Regions from separate parts of the Manis pentadactyla genome. Here region 2 is linked to region 1. A link is a contact called in public Hi-C data. All regions are on one chromosome and are shown on one strand. Each heading gives the region's core, a stretch centred on a gene start, on an enhancer-like site or on the middle of the called end of the contact. The rest is flanking DNA. Distances are from core to core; before and after follow the strand shown. Region 1 holds the start of LOC130679583. Region 2 holds the start of FLNB (filamin B).

Region 1 (4,153 bases), core at 876-3,375:
GATTTTTCTGCACAGACAACTTAAATCCAGCAGGGGCTACTTTAAGGACAAATCAGTACAAATAGGAGTGGCACTTGGCCTTATGGACAGAGTCTGAACTGGGGGCTGAGGCGGGGCATCCTCAGTGGGCATGGATGGGGTAGACCAAGGACAGTACTCCAAGCAAGGTGGGTCGTGCAGGGCCAGGGGCCATGGCCAGAAAGGTGGGCAGAGAGCTCAGTGAGTTGGTGCGGTGGGGAGGGTGGGGTGAGGGCCCCACCCCACATCCCAGCCTCCCCTGCTTTGTGGGCTTCAGTGACCCCTCCTTTATCACAGGCCTAGGCTGCCCCTGTACCTTCTCGAAGGTTTTGGGTAGGCTTTTAATGAATTGATAAATCTACTGTAAGTATCCTCATAAGTTACACTGATGCTGGGCACTGAGATTGAAGTTTACCCCCTTTTTTTACGAGGAGTTTGCCAGGACTCAGAAAGGTGAAGAGGTCAAGTCACACACATAGTGATTAATGGTCACAACCCAGAAGGCCTGAGTTTAGGAAGGGGGCCCTGCTGCCCTGCACTGCACCCCAAGGCCTGGCACAGGGTGGCTGCTCGGAATCCAGGTGGGCTGGTGGCTGACTTGGAAGGCAGTACTCTGAGGGTGCCTCTCTGCACCCTCCCACCAACCCCTCTTGGGGGAGCCTGCCCACCCCGCCTCCGGGCCTGGTCTGCCGTCACTGTGGTGATCACCTGGGTCTTCCTTTGGCCCAAGGAATTCGGCACTGAGGAGGCCCATGCAGCTGGTGGCCCCTGAAGCCCAAGAAGGGGGACACCCACCTATGCCCCCTCGTGCTCATGGCACGTGGACTTACCCTCTGGGGTGGGGACAGTCTGGGTCAGGGAGGAGAACAGTCTGTCAGTGACCACAGTGACTGCTACAAAGGAGATACACCAGGCTGTCCACTTAGCCAGCTGACACTCAATGCTCCCCAATTTCCCAAACTTCTTCATAGCCCTCATTTTCAGCCGAGAAGGCTGAGGCATGGAGGGCAGTCTGTCCATCCTTTCACACTGGGGCTTCCAGTCTGCAGCACTCACCCCGCAATCTTTGCCGGGCTGACTTGTATTCATAGTTCAGGTCTCCATCAATGGGCACCTCTTCCAGGTAGCCTTCCCAGACTATCCCCCTGACTCCCTGGTTATGAGTCTGCCTCCCCTTTTGGACTATGAAACTCTGAGGGCAGGAAACATGTGGCTCTGTCCATCCTCATCTACCTTTGATACCTGGCTCGGTGCCTGGCACAGGGTCAAGAGCAAATGGATGTCCCTTGAATGAAGAAGTGAGCACCCCCAGCAGAGATGCACAGGTGAGGGGCCCCAGGCACTGTGGGCAGCCTCCTCCTCACTGGTGCTCAGCCCTGGAGGGCCCTGGTCAGGGAGGCTGACGGTGGGGGGATCTGGACTTGATGGCGACTGCGGGCCCTCCTGTGCCCGGCCCTGCTGGGCCTCTCTCGTGATGCTTCACATTCTGCCGAGAGTTCTGTGTCTGCAACACACAGATGTGGGTTTGGGGTTCAAGCCCAGTGTGACCATTTCACGTTGCTAAGCCTGTTTCCTCATCAGAAGAAGTGTTAAGAGATCCCATTAATAAGTCGCTGTGAGGATTAAGTGCGATCGCCCAGGGCCTGGCAGAGTAGGCACCCACATACCAGCGCCATGCCCTGGGGCGGGCACATCATTTCTTCAAGGCTCCATTCCCCCACCTGAAAAGGAGGTTCTGAGAGCTGCCGGCGCTCAGGAGGGTGGCTGGCGGCACCGGGAGCTCAGCACCGCAGCTGGAGCCCTTGTTAAGCGGCATATGGCATGTACGGAGGGCTTCCTTTGTGCCAGGTATGTCCCCAGGTGTTACACAGCGGGCATTCTCTCAACATTACGAGTGGCTCCCACTATCAGCCCTTTGTACAGAGCAGGCCGTGCAGCCCCGAGTGGCAGAGCTGTGTCTGAGGAAATGGGGTCCAGAGCCTCTGTGACGAGCCCTCAGCCATGTGTCCAGAGCTTCCTGAGCCAGGGACTAGGCTTCTCTTTGGACCTCTTTGGTGCCTGGCATGCAGTGGGTGTGCATGGGGTTTGCTGAAGGGAATGGAGTCTATGGCACCCTGTGCACTGGCCCTGGACCGTGTGGGTGGGAGGGGAAAGGCCTGGGTCCTGGGCAGGATACAGCCCCCCTTCCAGGCACCCGGGGTGGGCTATGGCCCCCTTTGCCCCTTTTCCCAGCCGGGTCTGCCCTGCTGCCTCTGGGTGGTCCCGAGTCCCCTGAGCAGCGGAGCCTCTCCTCTCCAGCAGGGCCTTGGCCACCCGGCCCTCACCGGCTGCGGCATCCGTGGACACCAGCCGCCAGCAGTACCAGCAGCGCCAGCAGGCCGCAGAGCAGCGGGGGGATGTTTCCTCCTGCCAGGGGGACCTGCTCACCTCCTGGAGCAGAGCCTGCCGGCAGGGGCACATCCAGAAGGAGACCGCCGCCCGGTCACCTGGAAGATCAACCGTGGCCCTGAGTCCCCGCAGGCGGGGCCCCAGCCCAGGCAGCGGCCCCCCTTCAGGCAGCCGTGGGAGTGGGGCCAGGCCACCGACTCCCCCGCCCACAAGGGCATCCAGGCCGGGCAGACAGGTCTGCTGTCCAGGGGACTGGGTGCCCAGGGCCCCCCACGCAAGGGAGACAGTCTTGGAGGCCCAAAGAGCAGCTGGGGGCCTGCAGGCCAGACCAAAGCGGAGGCCTTCGGAATGAGACAGGTGCCCCCGTGCCCCCTGCAGCTGCCCTTCCGCGGCATCTCCCACGACAGCCTAGGCCGCGCCACCTACCTCTGTGAGCAGCACCGGCAGGAGCCGGAGAAGTTTCTGTACCCCGTCCTGTCTTCCTGGGAGTACAGCCGGCACGTGGGTAAGGGCCACCCCTCTCCTGCCATGGCAGGCCTTTGCAGGCAGGCCTGGCCTCCCTCCTGGGCCCTGTCCTCCGTCAGCCCTCACCCACCAGCGTGTCCCTCCGGCCCACCCCTCTCGGAGCAGGCCACATACCTTCACACTCCGGGCCTTGGCAGAGAGACCGGACTGCCTCCCTCTGCCTAACTTTGACATGTCACCGCCTCTGGGAAGTCTTCCTAGAGTCCTCCAGGTAGATTCGAGTCCACCTTTGTGCTTCGCAGCTTTTTAAGTCCACAAAAGCACTGTGCCCACTGTGTCACCATTCTGTGCATACCTGTGTGGTCTGGCCAGCCCTTTGCATTCTAGGACTTCTTAGTTAACCTTATGAATGTTCTCCCAGCTGCCAGCTTGGGATTGGCACTCAATGACAGCGGAATGAATGAGCAAATGAAGAAATGAAGGAACATGTGCTGGGGAATAAGGCCTTGATTTGACAGGAAGTGTGAGTTCGAATCCTGACTCCACCACTATTGAGTTGAGTGAGCCCAACATGTGAAATACAGGGATATGCTAGTACCTGCCTTTCTGTGTCACTGAGTTTGGGGGAAATCAGATGGGAAGGCACCTTGAACAGGTATTTTCCTCACAAAGCCCCCTGAGATGGCTGGGACAGACATTCGTTGGTTGGCCATGTGACATTTTTGTTCAGGCCAGCCCTTCGGGGAGGCCTGGAGTTGCTGAGTGTCAGCTCTGCCCCCAAAGAGAGAGTGATGTGCAAGCACAGGAGAGGGGCTCAGTGTGAAATTAGGAGGCCCGGGTTTGGATTCTGGTTCGTTCATTCATTCATTCATTCATTCATTCCACAAGCGTTCATTGAGCACCTGCTACGTGTCAGGCACTTCCTGTCCCTGGGGATACAGCAGAGAACAGGACAGACACAGGCCCTCACAGAGGACCAACAACAATAATGAGTTTTGCTACCGAGCTTTGCGATCTTTACTGTGCTCGGGAACCGCCTGGGGAATCCTGCTGAAATGTAGGTTCTGGTCTAGCAGGTAAGGCCAGAGATGGGGGGCAGATTCTGCATTCTCACCAGCTCCCACTGGCCCATGGACCACACTTGAGTGTCGGGGCTGCAAAGAGACCTATGTCGGGAGGAGATGGGGGCTGAGGGGCTGCTCTGGTAGGCCGGTGGTCGGGGAAGGCCTGCTGGGGAGGGCACGTTGGCTCGGAGCCCTGAGTCACGTGTGCTCCTCAGGGC
Region 2 (4,074 bases), core at 389-2,888, 130 kb before region 1:
GATTGTGTGGACAGAGGCAAGGCACAGGCTGGTAACAGTATGGGAGCCCTTAGGCATAACGCCGACTTTAGAGTCAGACCCGGGTTCAACCCCAGCTTAGTCTAGTCCTTACCAGCTGACCTGCAGCAAATCTCTTCACTTAATCACTAAGGACAGGAATGGGCCTTTGAATAGTTATTGAGTCCCTACTTTGGGCCAGGACCAGGTAATGCACTTTCTCCCTAGTGAGTGAGGCAATCTGTGTAAACAAAGAACTTCAGCATTATATGCAAATGACCACTACAGAATGCTATAACCACAAATCTAGTGGCTTCTCCTGGCCAACCCTCAGGCTGGAAGCCTTTGACCTCCATCCTGCTAAACCCCTCTCCACTCAGGAAGTGTGCCTGCCCTGAGCCCCTGCCCCAAGCCTGGGGGAGGTGTTCCCTTTTGAGCCCTGTGCTTCTCTTACAGACCTGGACTCCAGTCCTGTTTGTGCTGTGTGCCCTGAGCAAGTCACTTAACTCTCAGAATACTCTTGTCCAATGGGGTCAATAGCAAGGACACTGCTTAGCATAGCTCTGGTACTGGGCCAGAGCAGGTACTCAGGAAATGCTAGCCACTACTCTTAAAATTATTCTTGACACCAGAGGTCTGCTCCGCGTCTCTGCTGTATCCCAGCATTAAGTACAGAGCAGGTGCACAATACATGCTGTTGTAGCCAGAATAATGGTCCCCGAAGATGTCAACACCCTAATTCCCAGAACCTGTGAATATTACTTTATAGGGCAAAGGGGAATCACAGTGGCAGGTGGGATTAAGGTTTCTTATCATCTGACTTGAAATATCCTGGAATAACCAATTGATGTGACTGTGGATAACCAGAGGGATGATGGTGTGAGAAAGACTTGGCCTGACTTTGCTGGCTTTGAAGATGGAGGAAGAGGCCACAGCCAAGGAATGTGGGAAGCTTCTAGAAGTTGGAAAAGGCCAGGAAACGGATTTTTCCCCAGAGCCTCCAGAAAGGAATACATCCTGCCAATACCTTGATTTTAGCTCAGGGAGACCCCTTAGGGATGTGTAAGCTAGAGAACTGCAAGATAACACATAAGAGGGTTTTTTTTTTAAAGGACATTTTGGTAATTTGTTACAACAGAATTAGTTAAGGAATAAGTTTGTCTTTTTCACTACTGGTTCACAGGTGCCAAAAGGACCTGGCACACAGTAGGCACTCAATAAATGCTATGAATGCTAATATTAAAATTCATATGAGATTAATTAAGATGAGGGGTATAATGCTGGTTTCCTTCATTGGTGTCCTCCAGGGCCTGGCACACAGAACCTGCAGGGTGACGGAGACCCCCCGCCGCTGGCCCTTCCCCATGACCCTCATCGCCGTCGCCGCCCATTCTGTGCAGCTCCCCTCGGTCCAGGACCAGGTGGCCTTCTCTTAAGTAACTAACTCGACGTCTCTCTCCTGGCTTCCTTTTCACTGGGCGGTGGGCGCAGAGCGCGGAACCCGAGAAGCCCTGGAGGCCGCGGGGCGCAGGCCCTCTTCGGGCGGCAGGGGGCGAGCGTGGCCCGGGAACTCCCGCCCGGGCCTAGGGACGGGGCGGGGCTTCGGGGGCGGGTCGGCCCAGTGCGCAGGCGCGGGGCCAGACGCCGCGCGCGGCCAGGGACAGGCGGTCGCAGAGCAGCTGCGGTCGCAGAGCAGCGCCGGTCGCGGCTTCGGTGGCAGTAAGTTCGATTCCCGCTCCCGCTCCGCTTCGGCTCTCGCTCCCCGGGCCCTTGGGCCTCCCGACGCCAGTCCCCGGCAGCTCGCTGCGCACTGCGCTCTTCCTGCTGTCAGGATGCCGGTAACCGAGAAGGACCTGGCGGAGGACGCGCCGTGGAAGAAGATTCAACAGAACACGTTCACGCGTTGGTGCAACGAGCACCTCAAGTGCGTGAACAAACGCATCGGGAACCTGCAGACCGACCTGAGCGATGGGCTGCGCCTCATCGCGCTGCTCGAGGTGCTCAGTCAGAAGCGCATGTACCGCAAGTACCACCAGCGGCCCACCTTCCGCCAGATGCAGCTCGAGAATGTGTCGGTGGCGCTCGAGTTCCTGGACCGTGAGAGCATCAAGCTCGTGTCCATCGGTGAGTGCTTTGGCCGGCCGGCGCCGGAGGTGCACCGTCCCGTTCCCGCGCTCGCGCCCCTGTGGAAGGCCGGGGGTCCCTACCGCGCACCCCCACCACGCCCAGCATCCGCGTGCTGGGTGTGGGTGCCGAGGCCGCGGGGGCGGCGTCCCGAGGGGCTGGGGTCCTAGACTCCCTCCCCGGTGCGGTCCGCTGGGCTGGGTCCTTGTGCGATAGCCTCCCGTCGTGCGCCCCCGGCAGTGCGTCTCTGAGGGGCTGTGGGTTGAGGGCTTGGGTTGGGGCCGCACGCGGACCGGTGGGGCTGTGCCGTTTTTCTGCCCCGGGGAGGGGGTCCCCCTGCGGGAGCTGGGGGACTGGAAACAGATCCGCCGTCCCCGGGTGGGGCCCGGTCGGTGCTCCCCGGAGCGCTCGCCCAGCTGCGCCCAGGCCAGGCGGGGCTACCTGGGGAGGGACCGTTCTCTGAGCTTGGGGCCTGCCGCCCAGGTGGAGACGGGGACCCGGGACCCTGCCCTGCATCTTCGAAAGGGTGTGGGCCCCGAGATGGGAAGGGTAGCCGCGGGGGTGTGTCGTCGCCCTCAGTTCTGGCCCCGCGCGCCGTTGATGTTATTACATCGGAGAGGCGGTAATAGTAACTCTCGTCTCGTGGGGAGCAGACTGGTTGGTGCGCGCTCGGGTCGATAGCCTTCGAAGTTAGCTGGGTCTTTACACATCCCGCGAACTGGGGTGTCGTTTTGACTCATTTTACAAAGGGGTCCGGAGGGTTAACTGATTTGCCCAAGGTCATGGAAGTAGCGAGGGTCCAGCTGAGAACTGAAGGAAGTGGGTGACAATTAGAGGAGACTTTGCCTTCCTCCCCCGCATGCCCCACACCGGGGTCTTCCTGAGAGGAGGGGGAGCTGGTGCTGCGTTTCTTTCCTCCCGATCTGGGGGAAAGAATGAAGGTCAAGTGCCCACCATGACCTGAGCTAGTTGGGGGCTTCCTGGAAGGTCACAAGTCAGCTGAGGGTGTGGGCTGTGACCCTGGGGGCAATGGGGTGTGCACTCTGCATGTGTGTAGCGAGCGTGTATACACAGCATGTGTGTATAGAGCATACACCTGTGCAAAGAGTGTGTGAGTGTACACAGCGTAGGAATGCAGGGAACGTATGCGTGTGTTCTGCCGGGCGAGTGTCTTGGCAGAGAGGAGCGGGCCCGGGCCTGGGTCTGGGGTCTCTTCCTAGAGAAACCAGGCAGGCCTTAGAGCGGCCACCTCTGCTAAGGGAAGAAAGGGTGGTGGGTGGGGCGGCTCGGACTTTCTCCAGCCTTAAGGAGTTTCCCTCAGGGCTGAGTCTGCTCCTCGCACTCCCTCGCCTTCCCCCACACCTGTCCTGGCAGGTGGGGCTGCTTCCTGCTTCCCCAGCCCAAGCAGCCTGCCCATCAAGGGTGGCTTCTCTGCAGAGGGAAGCCGCCGCGTGGCATGCTGTTGTCGTCTTTTTGGGGCCTGTGTCCTGCGATTGGTAAAGGAGAACCTCGAAATTCTCCTGGAATTCACTTCAGAGACCAATTTCCCCTCCAAGGACTCTCAAGGCCCAGCTGGGTTCAACTGAGATCCCTTCTTTGTTTTAAAAACTTGTATTTATTTAATTATCTGAACAAAGAAACTTAAAGCAAACCAGGAGTATCCACACATGACATGAAATATCTTTAAAAAACAGAACAAAACAAGAACCAAACCACCACACCAGAAAGCCCCGGACCGCCTATTTTACCCGCTGTTCACAGAGGCTGTATAGCTGCTTCCACCAGGGCTTCCCAGCACTGCCCCGAACTGGGGGTCTCATTCTAGACTTCGTATGGTCTCTTGTATTTTTCTACTCAACGCTCTGATTTTCATTTCCGAACCCACCCAGGCTACAGCATCTTCCATTGGCCTGACATGCAGGGTTAGCCCCCCTCCCCCGGTGGTGGGCCTGC

What was found. Hi-C and Micro-C count contacts between places; a contact is called where the count stands out from the background.
Region 2: a contact with region 1 is called in a Hi-C map of skin fibroblasts, with 6 times the contacts expected there. The contact joins the promoter of FLNB here to the promoter of LOC130679583 in region 1. A contact is called at or near these places in 2 of 3 Hi-C or Micro-C datasets (fibroblasts and skin fibroblasts).

Annotation. Positions count from the first base shown.
Region 1 is chr1:229,693,784-229,697,936 of mManPen7.hap1, reverse strand. LOC130679583 reads left to right here and starts at 2,125. Exons shown (of 3, transcript XM_057488795.1): 1 at 2,125-3,064. The coding sequence starts at 2,125.
Region 2 is chr1:229,825,793-229,829,866 of mManPen7.hap1, reverse strand. FLNB (filamin B) reads left to right here and starts at 1,638. Exons shown (of 46, transcript XM_057508301.1): 1 at 1,638-2,121. The coding sequence starts at 1,830.